Linked DNA regions of Triticum aestivum: region 1 is linked to region 2. The links are chromatin contacts, called in public Hi-C maps. All regions are on one chromosome and are shown on one strand. The core of a region is the stretch at or near the end of the contact, and the rest is flanking DNA. Distances in the headings are between cores, read along the strand shown.

The links. A called contact is a pair of places that touch in the nucleus more often than the background predicts.
Region 1: a Hi-C map of leaf shows a contact between it and region 2, with 7 times the contacts expected there. The contact joins the promoter of LOC123180518 here to the promoter of LOC123180516 in region 2. A contact is called at or near these places in 2 of 5 Hi-C or Micro-C datasets (both in leaf).

The regions. Positions count from the first base shown.
Region 1 is chr1D:90,838,196-90,841,992 of IWGSC CS RefSeq v2.1, reverse strand. LOC123180518 (ATP-dependent DNA helicase Q-like SIM) reads left to right here and starts at 1,651. Exons shown (of 16, transcript XM_044592585.1): 1 at 1,651-1,960; 2 at 2,061-2,771; 3 at 2,863-3,082; 4 at 3,158-3,268; 5 at 3,470-3,659. The coding sequence starts at 2,213.
Region 2 is chr1D:90,092,277-90,096,028 of IWGSC CS RefSeq v2.1, reverse strand. LOC123180516 (double-stranded RNA-binding protein 2) reads left to right here and starts at 1,505. Exons shown (of 5, transcript XM_044592581.1): 1 at 1,505-1,845; 2 at 2,401-2,554; 3 at 2,708-2,955. The coding sequence starts at 2,710.

The DNA.
Region 1 (3,797 bases), core at 402-2,901, 750 kb before region 2:
TCTTAGAGGATAATATCGGATGGCCCAAAAACATCTAACGACAAAAAACAAGCGAATGTGCACTTGAGCACCAATTTACCTGGACCAAAAGATGTGTCGGTTTGCTTGGGTTGTGCTCACCGTGAAGCACAAGTTTCGCTTCACGGAAAAGCACAACTATGCTTGTGATTCCGCAAGAAAGTATGGTAGTGCTTCCAAAAAAAGGAAAAAAAAATCACAGTTGTGCTTTTGATTATTTTCTAGGTTCCGTTTTCTTTCCGGTTTTAGTTTTTTTTCATTTTTCATTTTTTTTGTTTTTTGAGGTGTTTTGGAGGAAAAAGTTTGTTTAAACCTAATAACATGTGATTTAGTTTCGAAAATCTCGACGCAAGAAACGAAAACGGTTCGTGATATGGACACATGGTTCAATAGATAAAATGTTTAAAAGAAATGAATGAATGAGAAAACACAAAACTCTCAGATTGTGACAAGTGTCACGCATCTAGCGAGCCACTTATCTCTACTACTTAATCTCTATCTCCATATATATATATACTACTTAAAAATTCCCGTTTCACTCTCTCCTTCGTCCAACCCCTCTCTCTCTCTCTCTCTCTATATATATATATATATATATATGGTCTGCCCTTCCCTTCTCATGTTTGGTTTTTTCCTCTCATCTTTGATTTTTCTCCCGAATAATATTCTTTGGTAAGTTAATAAATTCTTACCAAATAAGTGCTTAACAATAAGATGTCATTTTTCCTCCCCCTCTTTGATAATTTTCCTAAATAATACAACCTCTGTACATAAGTCTCTACAACATCTTATGTTTTTTTACAAAGGGGGTATTTTTTGATAAGTCAATAAATTCTTATCAAATACTCCCTCTGTTCCATGATGTAGTGCATATAGACTTTTTAAAAAGTCAAAGCTCACAAACTTTGACCAAGTTTGTGGAGAAACATATTTACATCTAGAATGGCAAATATATACTATTGGATTTTTCATAAGATGTAGTTTCAGATTTTATATTTTTGGTCTTGTAGATATAAATTGTTTTCTCAATAAACTTGGTTAAAATTTATAAAAGTTTGACTTTTTAAAAAATCTATGTGCACTATATTATGGAACGGAGGGAGTAAGTGTTTAATAATAGGATGGTAAATCATGGCAATTGAATACAAAAAACTTATGAAGATTTTAGCGGACGAATGTAATACTATCTCTATATCAAAATATAAGACTTTTTTAGGCTAAACAAACTACAAAAATGCCTTATATCATGTTTTTTTTTTTGAGAAAAGCTGGTCTTATATTTTGATACGAAGGGAGTAAAAGATGTTCAACCATGGCTAGCCTACTAGAATTAATGTTTATACTCCCGTTGTAACGCACCGGCAAATTATCTTTTTTTCTTGAGGCAACGGGCAAATTATCTAGTCACCACAAAAGAAGATAAGAGTGACATTTATAAGGGCACGCTACAACAAGTGACTTCACACTTTTCTGGGCCTCGGCTGTGCGAGGCCCAGACGTGTCATTTGAGGTCATGTTTTGCAAGCCTGGCCTAAACCTAGCCCGGCCCAGACAATACCCCAAAGTCTTGCGGTTGGTGTTGGGTCGCTTGAGGAGTTGAGGGTGAGCCTAAAAAGTGCTTCTAATCGGAATCGCGTCTCCCTCGCTCGCGCGCCGTCCCGTTGGTCCCAGTCCCACATGCCAGCCACGGCCCTCGAACGAAACTCCAGGCTTCCGCCGCATTCTCTCCCGCGATTCGAAACCAAAACCCTCGCCATCCCATTCCCCTTCCTCTCCGGAGCTGCGAGCAGAGGGCGGCGGCGGCGTGAGGCGGAGGGCGCGGAACGAATTGGGGATCCTGCACCGAGGAGCCCGATTCCACCGGTAAATCCGGTCCCGCCCTGTTCGATCCGACCTCACCCGCTCCACCCAATTCGGTTTTAGTTCGAACCGAGAACACCGCGTACGGCGACTGCTCTCCTCGCCCAAGTAAACCGGAATTAGGGGCAGCGCCAAGCAATTGCATGGAAATTAATCGTCGCCGCGTTCTGTTTTGTTGACAGGTCAACCTGGGCGAACCGGTGCAGATTTTGGGGCTAGGTATTCAGATTCACCATCGTGCAGCTTAGCACCGAACCTCGACCTCAAGGATCTGTTGTTCTTCAGCCAGTGAGCACCGAGCTTGGCTTGCAAGCGCAGCTCACTGGTTCTGATCATGGATGCCAATTCTGTCGGCACTGATGTATCTGCTGATCATGTCATTGCCGAGTTGCTCGAGATGGGGTTCGAGTTCGACAAGATCAGCGAAGCCATTGGTGTTGTCGGTCCGTGCCGTGCTGACGTGGTGGAGTTTGTGCTGAATGGTTCTGGTAGTGTACAAAGAAAGCCAGGCGGGGGGTCTCAAAGACGCTCTTCTGACAGGAGTGCTAGACTGGCTAATCCCAGGGGGAAATTTAAGCAGTCTAGCATTACTTATCATATCGCGTCAACCACTGGCAGTAAAACCGAGTCTTGTGGCGAGGAGCCAAGTACCTCATATTCTTGTTTAGCGGCCAACATGAACCCTGCATTGACTGCTGCTATCTGTTTAAAACCAAAGCCTGAACATCAGACTTTGCTTGATGATTCAAGAGGCGAGTTTGACTGGGCTGACAAAATTAGTGCTGTTTTGCAAAAGCATTTCGGATTCTCCTGTGTGAAGGGTTTCCAAAAGGAAGCCTTGGATGCTTGGTTTGCTCACAAGGATTGTCTTGTTCTAGCAGCAACTGGATCAGGTAGTTTATTATTGTATATTCTCTATATTGTTATGCAAGGTTTGAGGCACCTGTAATAAAATGAATGATGTGAAAATGACCATGTTGGCAGGGAAGTCACTTTGCTTTCAGATTCCAGCTCTTTTGACTACGAAGGTTGTGGTGGTGATCTCACCCTTGATTAGTTTGATGCACGACCAGTGCCTAAAACTTGCAAAACATGGGATATCAGCATGCTTCCTTGGATCAGGGCAACCAGATAATCGTGTTGAGGGCAAAGCCATGGCTGGCATGTATAAGATTATTTATGTTTGCCCCGAGACAGTTTTAAGGTAATCATTCTGCTTTTGATTGCTAAAATTGATACATCCGTTGCCATGCTTACTCCGGAAGTTCTTTACATGCAGACTGATGGAACCATTGAAGAAACTTGCCGAAAAACCAGGGATTGCACTTTTTGCCATTGACGAGGTTCATTGTGTTTCTAAATGGGGTCACGATTTCCGACCCGACTATAGGTCTGCTCTTGTATTCAATACCCTATATTGAAGGTGCAAATCAGTATCTAGCACTGTTTTTCATCATTACTTGTTAGTTTGTGACTTGCACTTCAGTGAGATAATATTTGGTTTGGTACTTAAGAACCAACCACACTCTTCTATGTTCTTGCAGTGTTTTACAGCTCTAGTACTTAAGTAAACAATTATCTCCCGCTACAGGAAACTATCTGTGCTTCGACAAAATTTCTGTTCCAGCAAATTGAAGTTCTTGGAACATGATATTCCTTTGATGGCATTGACTGCTACTGCAACTCTCCCGGTACGAGAAGACATTCTCAAGTCCTTGAAAATGTCAGGACATACAGTGGTTGTCTTGACGTCCTTTTTCCGACAAAACCTTCGATTTAATGTGAGTAAATCTTTTTTATTTTGTCATGTTCTGTCCAGAGGATTACATTGTGGTATGGTGTGTCAAGCTGTAGAGTTGGAATCCCCTTGATCTTATTAACCACTAAAATACATGCAAGAGGAGTTGAATGATGGTTGG
Region 2 (3,752 bases), core at 256-2,755:
AAAACGTTAGGAAAAGTAGATACGACGGAGACGTATCAACCCATATGAACAATAGGACATTCAATATGTCTTTCAACTGTTGAATTACGCTTTTCCTGATGTGGCCTTTCTGAAATCTTGCGTTGATGCTAAGAGAGCTCTTTCTGATCTTGGTCTTCGTTATGAGACAATTCATGTATTTAAGTATGACTGCGTTTTGTATTGGAGAGACCATGCCAACATCATTCATTGTCCCGAGTGTGGTACATCAAGGTGCAGACATGGTGATGGAAAGAAAAAGGTTCCTCACCAGATCTTTTGGTACTTTTCGATAATCCCCTGGTTACAAAGTTTTTTTTCTTCGGGGAAAATATGAGAGCACATCGGGTGGCACAAGGATATGAGGGTTGAAGAAGAAAAATGTCATGAGGCACCTTGCTAATGGCGAGGCATGGGAGGCCTTCGACGCGGAACATGAAGACTTTGTTGCGGGTCCCCGTAACTTGAAGTTAGGCTTTCCAACAGATGGATTCAATCCCTTTGGCCACATGAGTAGTGCATACAATATGTGGCATGTTTTTGTCATTCCATACAACTTCCCACCCTGGATGTGCATGGACCGATCTAATTTCATGATGACATTGTTGATCCGAGAAAAAAGTTACCAGGAAAGGATATTCATGTATAAATGCAACCAATGGTAAAGGATATGCAGAGCTTTGGGTTGGTGTGAAAATAGAAGATATACCCACGAAACAAGATTTCAATTTACTTGCGATGCTTATTTAGTCCATTCATGATTTCCCTGCATATAGCACCACTCAGGTCGGAGCACAAAAGGGTTATTATGCATGTGTGTATTGCGATGAGGATCCTTGCTATGAGAAACTGAAAAATAAATTTAGATATATTGGCCATCATCGATTCCTTTCTCTCAAACATGCTTTACGAAGAAAGAAAGCATCGTTTAATAATAAGACAGAGGATAGGACACCACCAAGGAAGTTCACAAGCAAAGAATTTGATTCGTACTTACAATGTGCTAAGGAGAAGTTCAAATTAGGTAAGTACCCAGGAAATCCATGTAGAAAGAGAAAGCGCGTGGATCATCCAACATGGCACCTGAAGGCGAGCTTATATGATTTGCCATATTGGAAGAATCTTATGTTACCTCACAACCTGAATGTTATGCACATTGAGAAGAACATGTGTGAGAGTATCATTGGTACACTTCTTGAATTTGAAGGTAGGAACAAGGATAGTACGAGGTGAACTTTCAGTTCGACTTATGTAATCGAATCTGAGTTTTTTTGAGTTGATCAATGGTCCGATCCCTCCGCGCAATTCTTTGAAATTTCGTATAATACTCGAGATCTTTTATTTTCTTTGTAAATATTTCAATGAAAGTGGAGCAATATTAATGGCCAACCAAACATGCCTTAATCAGCCACTCCACTATGCCTTAACGAAGCGACGTTAACCGCTGTTTTCCTCGTGGCCGGCAATAATGATCGCCGTTGCGTGCACATGACACACGGGCTCGGAAAAAAAAAAGGAGTAGGAGGAGTAGGATGCAGACGAAAAGCGCCGGAAAGCAACACGCCTCCCTTCCCAATCTCGCTGCTGATGGCCGCCGCCCGCTGCTGCAGCGCCGCCGCCCTAGCCTAATGGCGTAGCTGAGCCCACCCTCGCAGTCGCGGCCAAACCAAGCGACCACGCGGAGGCAACCGCTAACAGAAAGGAGAGATTTTTGTCGCGGCTGTCGGTGGTTCGTGTCTTCGCTGCCTTTTTCCCTTTCGCTTCCTCCGCGGTTGAGAGGGGTCGAGGATTCAAGGTGGAGGGAGAGTCGGCGGTTTCTCGTCGCAGGTTGGTCTGCTCATCTCTTGGTTTCGTGGGGCTTGGTTCGATCTGGGGTCGGGTTCCCGCCGATGTGGTTTGGTCGATCTCGCCGGCGCGGCGGGGCGGGGTTTCTTTCTTGGCTCCGGCGTCTCTCTAATTGGATACGATTAGGTTCTTAGCCAGTCCCAAATGTTTGGTCCATATCATTCCATGCGTTCTCTTTTCTCTTCCTCTGTGTCAGTTAATCAGAGGTTTCTGGATTTGTTACTCATTGGGTGCGATATCTTTCTTAGATTTACTGTGGCAGTGCATTAATTAGACGAGGCAGCGAGCTGAATCAGCTGCTCTTGTGTTTTTTTTAATGGGAATCAGCTGCTCTTGTTGTCCTTGCGTGCTTCATTGCCTCCCCTGCTCTGCTCTAGTACTACCAGTGAATCCTCATAAAAGTACCAATGAATCCTCTGAGGACTGCAGTTTATTGCTTCCAGTAGTCTTACTCATTGTTAGTATGGTTGCCTCTGCTAACGCCAGCATTATGTTTATTGCTTCCATTTGATCCGGGACTTATTTGTTCCTCTACAGGACTGGGAGTACAGCACTGGCTATTAATTATCTGAGACCTCTTCTTATCTACTGCAACAAGAGGGCATCAAAGCAAGGGTTAAGGCCAGAAGCAGCTCTTCTCAACTCTGAACATAGCTTCATACACTGCTTGATTGATACTTCCGCTTCGAAGGTATGCATTTCTTCACGCCGCTGTTCAATGTTTTCTCCAAATTTTCATATTGTTTAGGGGGTTGCTATGATGATCTTTGTCACCCCTTATGAGCCTGGCTCCAGTGGTGATGTAGTTTAGTGGGTCCAGCTTTGATTCTTGAGGTGGATGCAGGCATGTTCAAGAACCAGCTCCAGGAGCTTGCGCAGAGGAGCTGCTTCAACTTGCCGTCCTACGCGTGCATCCGCGAGGGGCCAGATCATGCGCCCCGGTTTAAGGCCACGGTTACTTTTAATGGGGAATCATTTGAGAGCCCGGGGTTCTATCCCACCTTGCGGCAGGCAGAGCATGCGGCAGCTGAGGTAGCGCTCAATGAGTTGTCGAAGAGGGGGCCTTCATCATCGCTTGCTGCAAAAGTCCTGGTCAGTTTTGTTGATGCCCCTAGATATTGCTTATACTGGCCACATTAACATTGGAATCTCGTTTCCTTCACTTTAGCTGAAATAACAAACATCACCTGTTGTTGATTACCCAAATTTTTGCAGCTTATTTTTGTGTGGACAAAGACAAATAAAACTGTAGCTATGTTTTGAATACTTAATATGCAAGTGACTGGCATTATTATCCATCATCCTTTATCTTAAGCTTCTGCGAACATGCTCGTGCTATTCTTTTCTTCATTGCACAAACCCATTCTTCCTCCGTCCCAAAATAAGTGTCTCAACTTCAGTACAACTTTGAGTATTTGCTTAATCTGCTGTCACAGCTTTTGCCCTTTCCATCAGCAATATCGTAGTACCATTCGTTTTAGTTATTATGACGATGGACATTTTTTTAATTCACTTGGAATATAGCCGTATAGCAAGCCAGCCTCTCCTTCAGTCAAAGAACAATAAATTTCATCTGTGCTGTGGATCTACCTAAGATACTTCCATGACAGTGTATATTTAATATGCACTGTTCTTGATAATTCCCACTGCAATAAGTCAAAGCGAAACAGTATAATTTATGATGTATTGGTTGGGAAGGTTCAGTTCTTTTATGATATCTGATGTTGACTTGCCAGTTGTCCCTTTTTCATGCCTGCTGGTGCAGTAAAAACAAATCCAAGTAGATGAGATATTTAAGGTTGTCATGTGGTATGTAGTTTTCTGCCCTTTGTAGTACATCTCTACCGTGTGTCCATGTTCATTAATGTCATCTAGATTCAGCATTTGGA